Linked DNA regions of Oryctolagus cuniculus: region 1 is linked to region 2. The links are chromatin contacts, called in public Micro-C maps. All regions are on one chromosome and are shown on one strand. The core of a region is the stretch at or near the end of the contact, and the rest is flanking DNA. Distances in the headings are between cores, read along the strand shown. Region 1 holds the start of SAMD4A (sterile alpha motif domain containing 4A). Region 2 overlaps SAMD4A (sterile alpha motif domain containing 4A).

The links. Hi-C and Micro-C count contacts between places; a contact is called where the count stands out from the background.
Region 1: a Micro-C map of ear pinna shows a contact between it and region 2, with 3 times the contacts expected there. The contact joins the promoter of SAMD4A here to the enhancer-like site in region 2. A contact is called at or near these places in 3 of 6 Hi-C or Micro-C datasets (ear pinna, psoas muscle and skin fibroblasts).

The regions. Positions count from the first base shown.
Region 1 is chr12:21,908,303-21,915,314 of mOryCun1.1, reverse strand. SAMD4A (sterile alpha motif domain containing 4A) reads left to right here and starts at 2,837. Exons shown (of 12, transcript XM_051822872.2): 1 at 2,837-2,977; 2 at 4,144-4,794. The coding sequence starts at 4,599.
Region 2 is chr12:21,818,335-21,824,897 of mOryCun1.1, reverse strand. All of the region lies in intron 2 of SAMD4A (sterile alpha motif domain containing 4A), which reads left to right. Among named protein-coding and RNA genes, the nearest start is that of SAMD4A, 91 kb to the left of the region's middle. Within about 2 kb of position 4,262, at least 6 of the 8 cell types and tissues checked have an H3K27ac peak or open chromatin away from gene starts, as enhancers often do. A contact at or near this core is called in ear pinna, where this site is marked.

The DNA.
Region 1 (7,012 bases), core at 1,588-4,087, 92 kb before region 2:
ATACTCTTGCTACTTTATAACGCAAATCATTAAAGATAACAACTCAAACACTTCTAAATCCAGTGCGTCTCTTCTCTTCATCTTCTTACTGCTAGAACAAAACACGAATTTAAAGCACACAGATTTGGGACCCTCAGGATGCCTTATTGATGCAAACAATAGGTAGATATCCTCTTAAACTGTGATTTATCCACACGGAACTGGATTATCTAGAGTTAGTAATCTTTGAAACATCTGAGCAGTTGAGTTATGTGACTAGAAGTATTATTCACTAAGCAAACGCTAGTTTCTTTCCTTACTGGATTTCAGCAAGGAGAAAAGAAAAACAATGTTTTGAATGTTAATTCCTTTGATAATCCTATCTGTTTTGTTCAGGCAAAAGGCCTTTGGGTTAGCGCACCATTGTGTACTCAATGTCCTAACAGTACTTGGTGTACCACTGCCTGTCTCAGAGCCTGGCACAAAATAGGTACACAATAAAAATTTTCAAATGAACAAATAGAAACATAGCAAAAAATATAGCAATATTTCTTTTATCCGTTAATGGATATTTCCAGACCTTTCCAAGTGGTGTGGATATTTAAGACCTGCGGGCCCCTTCTCATGATCACTACTAAGCAGACGCAGAATTACATAGGAGAAAAATCCACCCTGAACACAAAACCTTGTGTGTAGCTGCTAGCGATCCTTTCCTTCCTTTAGGGCCATGACTTCACCCTGGGGAACAGTGAGCCCGCATCGCTGGGTTTCTCCGCACTCCCTTTGGCATCCTGGCAAAGACCCAGGGCAGGGACATCAGACAACTGTTGATCCTCAAGAACAACCAGACTGCGACTCTGGTCTCTTCCCAATCAGGAATGTCCTGCACAGGAGGCACTCGGCGAGGAGCTAAGACCTTCTCCCAGGTCAAAGGCTGCGGTAGGACGCCACTCCTCCAGTAGATGGCACCATTTTCTTTCATCCGCAGACGCAGGGTTCTTGAACAGTTGCTTGTCTCAAGAGGTGGTTTTTTTCGGTTTGCTTTTGCTTCAGTTTTACTATTCGTTTAGGAAGCTGAAGGTGACAAAAAACAAATTAATGAAACCGATGTTTCTTTATCTTAAAATTTTCGCTCTTGTGGGCTTCCAGAAGCCTCAGACGGAATGCGGGCTCGGGTCGGGGTCTGCGGCGAGGCGCACGGGGTGGTGGATCCTACGCTAGCCCCCTGCCCCATTTCCTGATCGCAGTTAAGACTAAAGATTGGCTGACAGCAATGTCTTGCGGAAAATGATCATGGATCCAATAGGAACAAATAAAACAAAAATAAAATTCGGACTGCAGAATTTCTGTTTCCTAAATAGGGCAAAATATTCGAGGAAGTAGACACCTCTCCTGGCTGGTTAATACCGAACTTTTTCCAGGTTGACAGCCCCGAGTGAGCGGTCGCTCCTCAGGTTGTGCCAACTCCGCGGCACCTGTCAACGCCCTGACAGAAAGGCGGGCTCGGGGGCGCGTCCGTCACCGTCCGCTCGCCGCAGAGACTCGGGCTGACGAGGGGAGGAAGACAGCGTAGCGCCTCCACGGGCGCGGGCCGGCGGTGGACGCCGCGGGACCGGGCGGAAGGAGCCTAGTCACGCACCCAGTGTTCGGGACCCCGCGCCGGCGCGAGGCGGGAACTCCTGCCAAACACAGCCCGGCGTCTCCTCAGACGGCCCCGAGGCAGCACCATTCGGCCCGAAGGTCCTCCTTGCGGATCATCCCCTCCCATTAGACGGCACAGCGACGTACAGGTTTTAGGGACTTCTAAACCAGTGCTCTATTTCCAAGACCAGCGGGAGGGGTGTTGCGGCCGCCCTCACGTCCCCGCGCGCCTCTCCGCTCTCGCCGGAGACCCTGAAGCCCCCGGCCTGGGCTGGGCTCCGCGCACGCCGCAGATCCAGGTCAAGGCAGCCGGGCCCCGCCACCCCGACAGGTGGCCTGGCCTCTTCCTCGCGGCCGCCCGGGGCGGCGATCGCCTGTGCTCCAGGCTCCAAGTCGCAGCTCGCGGGCCAGGCACAGCTCCCGGGCGGGTCCCAGAGGTCCGGCCGGCTCCCCAAGGAGAACGAGGCCGGGAGGGGGCGCCCAGATGGTGCAAAAGGCCCCTAGCACCCAAGGGGGCCGTGGCAGGGTGCGGCACGGGCACTTGTGGCGCTCCTCGGACAGGGCCGGCCGCGGCCGCGCGCCCTCCTCCACCCTTCGCGTGTGCCACCCTCGGCACCCATCCAGGCCCCCAGCGGCAGGGACCCCGTGTGTCGGCCGCCCGCGGGCCACGCCGCTGAGCCACCTCCGAGCCCCAGCAAGGCCGAGGGGTCACGGGGGTTGAACAGTCAGGTTCCCAAGGACGAGCAGCGGTGGTGAGGGGTGGGGGTGGGGGGCAGCACCACCCCGGCTCCAGGCCCCTCCTATGGCTCCAGCGCCCCGACCCCTCCAGCACACGCAGGCGGCAGAGGGTAGGAATTCGCCCGCCCCCTTCTCCAAACTTGAGCGCTGCGCCAGGCGATTCCTGCAGCCCGACCCCTCGCGCCGTCCGACTCCTCCCACCCGCCCCTCCCCCTTCCTCGTCACCCCCCCCTCAGGAATCCGCCTCCCCCTCGCCGCCCGCCGGGCCCGGGGATCCTCCCCCGACTCCCCCCGCGAGCCGCGCCGCCGCCCGGGTTCCTCTCCCCCCCGCTCGGGCGCTCCCTGCCAAGCCCATGATGTAATGGTGTATGTTAATCAGTAGCATGTGGGGAGCTCCGGCTCGGGCGGCTCAGTCCTCCGCCAGCCGACGCCGGAGGCAGCAGCAGCGGCCGCGGCAGCGCCCGCGCCCGCGCCCCGCCGCGCCGCACTCTCCCCGCGCCGCCCGCCCCGACGGCATGGCCCGCGGCCCGCACACCGGGCGCGCCCAGCCCCGCTGAGTGCCGCCGCGGCCCCGGACCCGCGCGTGGCACCCCGAGCCGCCGGGATGAGCCGCGCCAAGGTGAGCGCCCTCTCTCTGCCGCCCGCAGCGGGCAGACCCTCTGGTCGCTGGGGAGTCGCGGGATGGTCCCCTTCCGCTGGAGAAGTTGGGGGAGCCGGGAGGCGGGATGCTGGGCGCCGGGCACCCCTCGAGAGCACAGCCGCTGGGGCTCTCCTCCCCGCCACCCGCGCCACCGCCGCCAGATCCAAAGAGAGGACTGGGGGAACCCCCGAAACCGAACTTTTTGCTGTCGTTGGGGGGCGTGTGCCGACGGCTGTGCTCCACATTCCCGGCCGGGCCGCCCGGGGAAGCAGTAGTGCGGGCACGGGCTGTGGGCGCGGGGCGTGCGCCTGGGGCCACGCCGCCTTCGGCCTGGGACGCGAGGGCTAGGCTCTGGGCCGGACAGCTCCGCCCGTCGGCGACGGCGGGGCAGAGTGCCCGAAGCACACACGCGCGTGCACACACGCACACGCACGCACGCACCCGGCCGCTCCGGACCGAGCAGGCCCGGGAGACCGCCCGGCTGGGCTGGCGCGGCGCGGCGCGGGGGAGCCCGGGCTCCAGGCTGCGCTGCCGCCCGCTGGGCGCGCAGCTCTGGGTGGGGAGAGTTTATTTTTGTCTCGAGCTGCTGCCGCGGCTGCTCACGGCCTAAATCCAGAGGGGCGCCTGGCGGTGGAGATGCTGGCTGTTGCTGTAGATGGAGCTGCAGCCGCTCGGCTGCTTCTCCGGGAAGAGGAGGAGGAGGAGTGGGAGGAGGAGGAGGAGGAGGAGGAGGAAGGAACCCGGGCTGCCGCTGCCTCCGCCTCTGCTTCGCATTAGCCCTCGCCCCCACGCCCGCGCCCCTCCTCAGCCGCAGTGCAAGTTTTGTGCGCGGGGAAGATCTGTTGCTGGTGCCGGCGTTCGCAGGCACAGCCGGAGGCCGCCCGGGCGCGGCGTGCGCGCAGCTTCAGCCGTTCGCCGCGGCAGCAACAGGGAGCCGCGGGGTCTCCTCCCGCAGCTGGGAAGGAGGCTCCGCGCCACCCCCCCGGGCGGGAATAGCCCGTCGCCCGCATCCGGGCGCGAGGGGACGCTGGAATCCGGGCGAGCCGCCTCCGCGGGCGCCCCCGCGCCGGCCCCTCCGAGCGCTCGCCCCCCGGCGCGCTCCGGGGCTGGCCGAGGTCTCACTGCAGCTCTCCCTCTCCTTCCAGTGGTGATCGCCGCTCGGGAATGCGGGCGTGAAGGGTCCGCGCTGCCGCCCAGCGGGGGAGGAGACCCCGGGACGCCGGAAACCACCACCGCGAAGCCGCGAGAAGGGGGAAAGAGCATTCTTCATTCAGTTGTGTGCCTTGAGAGAGATTTTTTTTAAAAAAGCAAGAAAATCATTTTTTAAAAAAATATATAAAAAAAGAAACATTTCCGCGCCACCGTCCGTCGCCGTCTCCGGGGCAGCCAGCCAGCCCCACCGGAACGCAGCCGAGACCGGCGGAGAGGGGCGGCGCGGAGGCAGTACCTGCAGCGTGCGGCGCCCGAGCCACCTTGGAACGGGCACGCGTCTCCCGCGGCCGCGCGGCTGCGGCGCCGCCAAACTTCGGGCCGGGCCGGGCCGCGCCGCGCGCACGGGGGCGCCAGGGGGGCTCTGCCGAGCGAGCGCGGCTCCCGAACCATGATGTTTCGCGACCAGGTCGGGGTGCTGGCGGGCTGGTTTAAGGGCTGGAACGAGTGCGAGCAGACTGTTGCGCTGCTGTCGCTGCTCAAGCGCGTGAGCCAGACCCAGGCCCGCTTCCTCCAGCTCTGCCTGGAGCACTCGCTGGCCGACTGCGCCGAGCTGCACGTCCTCGAGGGCGAGGCCAACAGCCCGGGTAAGTGCGCGGCCGCCGCTGTCCCGCCCGCCGCCCCCCTCCCCTCCCCGCTCCCGGGCCGCGGCCCGCGCGGAGACCCTCCCCCCTCCCCCCGCGGCGAGCCCCCGGCACCTGCCCCCTCCTGCGGCCGCGTCGGGCACTCCTGGGTCCCTTCCGTGTGGTCGCCACGGTAGCATGAATGATTGATTTTTCTCTCATGCAGCTTCCTGAGAAATAAGTAAGTCAGGTCACGTAGAGTCTGGATTTTCTGGGCTTTTTTCCCCCCTCTCTTTTGGGCAGCGTGGCTCGCTGGATTTCAGCAACACGTGAAAAAAGCCGGCCGGGGGCTGCCCTCTGGGAGCCGAGCTTGGAGAAGGGAGGACAATCCAGTGTTGTTACGCGCCCCCCCCCCAAAAAAAAAAAACAAAACACCCCGCCGTGGAATTCTTGTTGAGAGCTTCGGCTTCAGGAACTGTGCAGGGGACACTACGCACGGCTAGGATGGCACCTGCAGCGGGCTGCGCTGCGGTTACACCTGCCGGTCCTGGTGGGCCCCACGCGGAGCTTATGGAAGGGGGGTCGGGGAGAGAGCAGGCAGGGGTCGGGTTCCTCCTTAGGTCTCCTTCGGAAACTTTCCGGAGCAGAATTACCTCCTGCTACCCTGCTGGCATTTGCAGACATCCCAACTAGTGTGGAAAGTGCACACAGCTTGACGTTTTGCTTGCACGGCTCGGCTCGTGACAGACTGAAACTCTGTCCTGGGGGAGGGGGCGAGGGCTGCCCTGGGTGGGGGGCGCAGGCAGCCCCCAGTGTCTGTGCAGGGAGGAGAATGCAGGGTCCTCTTCCAGCTGTTCCGTGTTAGGGCTGAGAGCCTCGCGGGCTCGGCGGAGCGCTGGGCTGCCATTTGGTGATACGGTCTGGTCCTGGGCGGCAGGGCCCGCGGGACACTAAAGGGAGAGCGCCTGGCGGGCGGGCGCAGGCTGAGAGCCGGCCTCCTCCTCCCCTCCCCTCCCCTCCCCCTCTCCGGCATGGCGCTGCTCCTGGTGTGATGCTGAAAACCCTAGAATGGGATGCTTCCATATATAGAATCCCAGGGTGGAAGTGCCTGCTGGAAATTCTCACAGGCCTTTTCCTGACCAGACAGGACTGCACCCAAGGCCCCGCGCACTGCCAAGTACGGATGGCCACCCAGAGGGAGAGCTCATTCAGCCCCAGCCTGGGGGCCCCCAGCTGCCACCCCCGGGTGTCCGTGGCAGGGCCCCCTTTGGTTGAGCTCCACGTTTATAAATAGCTGAAGGACTGGCCTCCTCCTGAGGGGGTGGGAGCAAACTGCAGTCAGTGCTGACCTGCTGGCTGTGCTGCCTCCTCCTTAGTGTCCGCCGCTAGCCTGGGTCACCTGCCTGGTTTTGCTTTCGCAGGCTTGACAAACAGGATTACATAAACTTTTGCGTGTTATAGAATGCGGAGGAATTCTGTACAGTTCTTCACCGTGTGTGCGTGGCCTTGCTGCTTTAGGGGCTGTTGGCACACGTGACGGTTATTCCCGTGTTGCAGCAACAGTTTTGAGCCTGGAGGAAGGGCGAGGGCCTTTCCCCAAACAGCAGCTGTCAGCTTAGGGAGTAACGCCAGTGGATGTATGGTGTTGAAAGAAGTGGTTTCGTTTAAAAATCTCGTCATCCAGTAACCCAAATTGGATATCTGTGAATTACTTTTAAGTCATTGGGTAAGTTTCTCTCTCAAAAAATGTTTTCTGTACTTTTTTGAATATGACACTACTTATCCATGCTGCTATGTCATGCACATGTCTAGGATATAGAACCATTGCGTAAGATCATGTTCTCGATTGTTTTTTCTTAAGGTTTATTTACTTGGAAGGCAGGCTTACTCAAAAAGAGAGTTCTTCCATCCACTGGCTCACTCTCCAAATGGCCCTAGTGGCCAGAGCTGGCTCTCGGTGAAGCCAGGAGCTGGGAACTCCATTCAGGTCTCCCACAGGGGGGCAAGGGCGCACACACTTGGGCCAACTTCTGCTGTATTTCCAGGCGTGCTAGCAGGGAGCTGGATTGGAAGAGACCTAAGCTGGCATCCACATGGGATGTTGGCAGAGTGCTGGCCCCTGGATTGATCTTTCAACTTGCATGGAAACCTTTGTACTTGTTTGCTATGGCTCAAACAGAAATTCATCAGGGAGGACCTGTGGTGGTTGGGTTTACTTTTAAAGTATGAGGATCATCAAAAG
Region 2 (6,563 bases), core at 3,013-5,512:
CGGGACAGAATCCAGTGCCCCAACCAGGACTAGAACCCGGGGTGCCGGTGCCGCAGGCAGAGGATTAGCCTATTGAGCCGCGGGCCGGCTAAGGGTGGGGGGGCAAGCCTTTAACACATGGGCCTTTGGGGGAACACTAAGCTAGTAGCCAAAACTATGGCAGATAGTGATGACCGGGGAGAGCCCACAGTAGGAGGCTTTGGTGTAGTCCTCAAAGAAGGGAGGAGGATGGGGAAAGGACGAGTGAGTGAAAACTTGAGGCTTAGTGTGGTGGCCATTAGTCACTGGGTGAAAGTCACACTGCATGATGACTTGGTCAACTGGTGCCTGTTCCTTGTGCATGAAAGTATTTGGGGCCAGTGCTATGGTATAGCAGGTAAAGCTGCCGCCTGCAGTGCCGGCATCCCTTATGGGTGCTGGTTCAAGCCCCGGCTGCTCCACTTCCGATCCAGCTCTCTGCTATGGCCTGGGAAAGCAGTAGAAGATGGCCCAAGTCCTTGGGCCCCTGCACCCATGTGGGAGACTAGGAAGAAGCTCCTGGCTTCTGGCTTCAGATTGGCTCAGCTCCAGCTGTTGCAGCCAACTAGGGGGTGAACCAGCAGATGGAAGACCTCTCTCTCTCTCTCTCTCTCTCTTTGTGTGTGTGTGTGTGTGTGTGTGTAACTCTGACTTTCAAATAAATAAATAAACCTTTAAAAGAAAAAGAAAGCATTTGGGGGCCATTTAATCAAAACTGCATGCTCCAGGGTTGAATAACGGAGTGGAAAGTGTTGACTTAAATTGTTTTTACAAGCAAGCATAAATGTCAGAATTTAGGAGAATTATATGCTGAAAAAAAGATTATTTTAGAGGGCAGGATTTTTTTTTAACTTTTTCTCATTTGCCTGTAAGAATTTGTCATGCTTGCTTTTATGAATGTAGTCTTTCTATTTACATGTCATATTTAATATTTTTCTATTAAAATGACCAGTTTGGCTATGTTTGTATTCATCTATTCTATTTAGACATTCAGCCATAAGAATGCTTACTTTGGAGAAACCAAAATTTTCCTTTACTGCTACTGACTACAATATCCCAATTGACAATACAGTGAGGGGTTAGGAAGAACTCCTACTTCCAAATGACTGGCCAGGGAGAATTTTCTTGTCTTCCCATTTATCTCCTCTTTTTAGCTCACTGACCCTCACTTGACAAAGTCAACAGAAGTGAAGGAAGGTGAATTAAATCAATCAGACTCACCTTGTTGGTGACTGATAAAGACTTGGAATAGGTCTACATGTTGTTTACAGATAACCATTACACCATGTATTGATTTACCTGTACCTCTTGAACCTGTACTGATGGTGGTTTAAAAAGAGAAAATCAGAATTCCTTCTTTGAGCCATGTTATTGGCTAGTGGATTTTTCCTTTCTCATACTTGCTGGCGTGGTCCCGTTGTTGGAGGTCTCAGGGCATTCATTGGTAGTGGCTTACTTCTGTCCTGTTGCTATCTTATGATATGGTAGCTTCTGGCACAGGACTTAGTTCCGCCCTGTGGCCCGTGTAGGGAAGAGGACTTCCTTGCCACATGCAGGCTCAAGCAGCTGTTTCTCCTTCCCCAGAAGCACCAGTTTTTCCCAGCCCCCAATCAGTTCTTCCTTGCTGGGAAGCCAAAATATGCCAGAGTGACTGCTTGATCAAGTTTATCCTACGACAGTGCGAATGACTCTGATGTCACTTCCTCCCACCAAGCTTTCCTCAACATAAGCTTTTATCCTCTTTGTCAAGAGCTTATTTTGTCATCTTGCTTCCCTGCCTCTATAAATAATCTATTTTCCCCCCACTGGCCCCAAGAACAGAGGCGGGCCCTCTGTCCCTCTGTCTTGTGCTTGTTCAGAACATTCTTTTAACGTTCTTTACTTGCTTGACCTTTTAGACCTTTTTTTTTTTTTTGACAGGCAGAGTGGACAGTGAGAGAGAGAGAGACAGAGAGAAAGGTCTTCCTTTGCCGTTGGTTCACCCTCCAATGGCCGCCACGCTGATCCGATGGCAGGAGCCAGGAGCCAGGTGCTTTTCCTGGTCTCCCATGCAGGTGCAGGGCCCAAGCACTTGGGCCATCCTCCACTGCACTCCCTGGACACAGCAGAGAGCTGGCCTGGAAGAGGGGCAACCGGGACAGAATCCGGTGCCCGTCCGGGACTAGAACCCAGTGTGCCGGCGCCGCTAGGCGGAGGATTAGCCTAGTGAGCCGCGGCGCCGGCCCTTTTAGACCTTTTACTTCACCCCTATCAGAATCTCTAAACTGAGGTCACCGGAGGTTAGAGTTAAAACAATACATAAATCAACTGAGGGCTGCTCTTTCAGGAAATAGGGCACCTCGCTCTTTCTGGAGGTTACCCAGTCTTCAGTGAGCCTTGGCACACAGGTTTTTTTGTTTGTTTGTTTGTTTTTTACTAGGATTTAGCAGCCCTGGTGATACATACAAACAGCCCAGGCATGTTAGGAGGGGCTCTGATTAGCCTAAACTTTTAGGCCTTTTTCTTGGTGTAGAGGTCTTCAAGACCTGTTGTGGCGACTTGCCTCACCTGATTCAAAGCACCGGAATGTTATGTCCCTGACAGAAGGGACTTGTGGTTGTGGTATCTGTCAACTTGCTGCTTATTGAAACAATTTTTTTTGAGAGGCAGAGAGTTCCCACCTGCTGGTTCAATCCCTAAATACCTACAACCGCTGGCATGGGGCCAGGATGAAATTAGGAGCTAGGAACTCAATCCAGGTCTTCCATGTGATGGGAGGGACCCAGTCACTTGAGCCATCACTGCTGCCTCCCAGGGTTGCGTTAGCAGGAAGCTGGAGTCAGGAGCCAGAGCTGGGAGTTGAACCCAGGCTCTGTGATGAGGGATGCTGCTGTCGCTCTTCGCTGACATGGCCATGTTCAAAGGCAGGAGGAGGTGATGTCTGCATTGACTTAGTGCTACCACACAGAGTAACACACTGGGGGAGTGCAGCAGCTCGCGTTAGTCCTTTCAAAGAGTAAGATCCCTGCTTCTCTGCTGTCTCCATTGTCATGTAACAGATGTGCTTCACGGGAGGTAACTTTACTTTTTCTGATGTCTGGTATATTGGAATTTAAACATTTTACAGAGTTAATTCTTTTCAATAACTTACCAGTAAATATGTATTACTCATAAGAGATTTTGAAAATAACCTCATCTGAATGATTAATATTTATTGGTATCTTGCTAATATCTTATTCTTAGATTTCTATAATATGAATATTGATGCAATTTCCTTTAGTAAAGGGATACTGTATTTATAAAAGTACTTCAAAAAGTTCATGGAAGATGTATATTAAGAAAAAAACTATTCATGAGTTTCATGAATCATTTGTATCAAAGTAACATCTTTTAATTCAGTTTCTCCCCAAACTTTTAAATTTACTGTCATGTATGTTCTACAGTTGGAATATATTCATCATGGAGTAATATTGGACTTTTTTTAATTTGAAAGGCAGAAAGCAGAGATTAGAGACAGAGATATCTGCAGCCACTGGTTCGCGCTCCAGATGCTCACAGTAGCCACTTCCCGTCTTTCCGCACTGTGTCTTCTTCCACGTGCTGTGACCCAAGTGCTTGAGCATCACATGGTGGCTCCCAGGGTGTGCATTAGCAGGAAGCTGGAATTGGAAGCAGAGCTGCAACTCAAATCCAGACCCCCCGGTGTGACATGGGGGTGTTCTAGCTGATGGCTTTCCTGCCATGCCAAATGCCCATCCTAATTTTTATTTGCCCCCTGAAGGCCTCCCACATTTGGCAAGGCCTTCGATTCATCATAGTGAAACCGACTCATTGAATGTGGTCTTATATAGATACCTAGGGGATGTCATGGTCCCCTTCAGTAACTGTATTCACCATCCAGAAGTCTAAGCCTCACATCTGGCTCATCTTGCCCCACCTTTTCCAAATGCGAGTGTGGAGGGTGAATTACACTCTAGGAGTATCTCCACACCATCCCACCACGAGCGGTAGAAGGAAAGCCAGAAATGGATACTTCTGCCTTCTCTCTGAACTCCTACCCTCACTCAGGCCCTGCGGGCTGCTGTTCACCAGGCATCTGGAGTTCTCCCCCAGTCCCTTGTCCCAAGAGCTTGCTGCATTTGCCCTGGCCCTGCCCGCATAGTGAAAATGGTCAAAGAATGAGCCGGTGAGGCGATCTCCAAGCTTTCCATTCCTCTGCTTTATAAATGAATAACAGTGATGTACCAGCGAAAGAATGCAGCGCGCCAGCGTCACTTGGGATCCTCTGAGTAGTACGGAAACGCCGCATTCTTCAGGCTAACTTGCGGCCTGCCTGCACATTCCTCTCCGATGAGGTGGAGGAGCACTGGTGGCCGGCCCGGGGATTTGTAGGACTGGGGCGGGGAGCTGCTGTTTAAAAATATATTTAATTATATTCTTTCTCCGCAGTAACACTGATACCATTTTTAGCCCATTACAAATGCTGTGATTTTCATTTAAATCACGTCCATTATCTTATTGACCTAGTTTTTATTTGGTAAGCAAAATGTTCTATTTCTGGATAGCTTAGCCCGGAGCCTTTTTTTTTTTTTTTTTTTTTTTTGAAAGGTTACGGATGCTTTGTGCAGCTCTTTGCTTCCATATCTGCGTACAGATGGGCCGCATCTGTGTTCGCGCAGTGGGAAGTGCGGCTGCCTTGTTCTCATTCAGAGGGCGGGTTTTCTCTAGCTCAGACTCCTCCCAGCGAGAGCTGGCAGGATGCCAGGGGACCCACATCTGGTGACTTTTGGTGAATGGAAGGTGGGAGAAGGAAGAAATCCTATTTCTGTTTCAAATGAGAGGAGGGGGTCCTGATTGTTTCTTTTTGTTCTATCTTGGCTCCCCCACCCCCCCTTTTTTTTTTTTTGTTTAATGTTTATTTACTTATTTATTGGAAGGCAGAGAGAGGGAGAGAGAGAAGCAGACAATGTTCCACCTGCTGGTTCATTTTCCGAATACCCATAGCAGCCACAGCTGGGCCAGGCTGAAGCCAGGAGCCAGACCCTCCTTCCAAGTCTCCCACAGGAGGGGCGGGGACCGAGCACTTGAGCCATCATTTGCTGCCTCCTAGGGAACACATCAGCAGGAAGCCGGACAGGAAGCAGAGGGGCCACTCAAACCCAGCCCCTGCAGGCACCCCACACGGTGGCTGATCGGCTGAGCCACAGCGTCAGCCCCATCTCCCCACGCTGTTTTCTTTCTCTGCTCACCTGCCCGGTCCCTCTTCCGGCCCTTCGCATCTTTCCTCCTCGCCACCGCGTGCTGTGCACCTCGTCCCGGGGGTCCTCCGTGCTCTAAGGGGCTCTTTGATGCTCCTGGGATCCCATTTACCCTAGGCCTTTGCCTTTCGATGTTTCCTCTCTCCTGCTTCCTTCCTTCACCCTCCTCTCTCCCTTCTCTTTCTCGCTCTGTGCTGCACAGGCCCAGTTCTTGGTCTCTGGTTGGAAGCTCCCCCTGGGGAGTCCTGGCGGGACATGTTCCTGGGGTTCACCAGCGTTAGGTGGGCCCTGCAGCCATGGGCGACCTCACCACTTCGCCTTTGAGGCTTCCCTCTCCTGGCACCCTCCCCACCTCCCACCCCCGGATTATTTTGCGCAGGGGGCAGGGGGAGACCTGAAAATGACCTTCCCCCGAGACTGGAAGGCAGGTTAGGGGCAGAACCGTGCCAGTGAGTCCCTCTCCTCATGCCTGCTTCGGGGCCGTCTTCTCACCACTCTGTTTCTTGGCCAGAAAGTCTTACAGATGCTGCACCTGGCTCCACTCAGGGCTCACACCCTTTGACCACTGCGCGTCTTCTCGAATGCTGTCCAGGTTCAAGTCCTTTAGAGTGCGGGGCTCCTAAGTGTGCCTCTTGATCGCCAAAGATGGAGTCCGGCGGGAAGTGTCTCGCCGGGTTGTTGGGGATTTTCTCAGGAATGCTGTTCTGCTCCAGGTCACTTCTGTTGATGTTTCCATTCCTCAGAACCGGTGTTTGACAGTGACACAATATTCAGGCTTGAGTTCCTTCCTGTCTGACTGGAGTCTCCCTTTTACTCAGGAAACCACATGTAAAGCTGTGTTCTGAACTCTGCCCAGAATGTTAGCTTGGCCAGGAAGGACAGGGAATTCCTACTGGTAGCAGCCGCTGGGGACTTAAGGAGTAACCAGAGGTCACATCGGAGCCCTGTGAGCAGGATGCCAGCAGCGCTGGGTACACGTTAGCTCACTGAGCCGTCCTTTTGTCTTCTCGATTCTGTTCCTGCTCCAGGTCAGGCAGATCCCAGGAATATCAGCCTCCTGGGCCAGTTATTCCACACTATGGGATTTTATGATCCAACAGCCATTTTTAAAAAAGTTTTTAATAGCAGAGGATCAATATAGTGTTAGCTTTAATTGTAACAAGTAACGATATGAAAGAACACCGATGTTAAATTTGTCAAATAGTATTGCAGTTCTTTCATAAAAGACATTTCAACAGCAGCAGCAAGAATATGGGGCCAGCATTGGGGAGCAGTGGATTGAGGTGCTGCCTGCAACGCTGGCTTCCC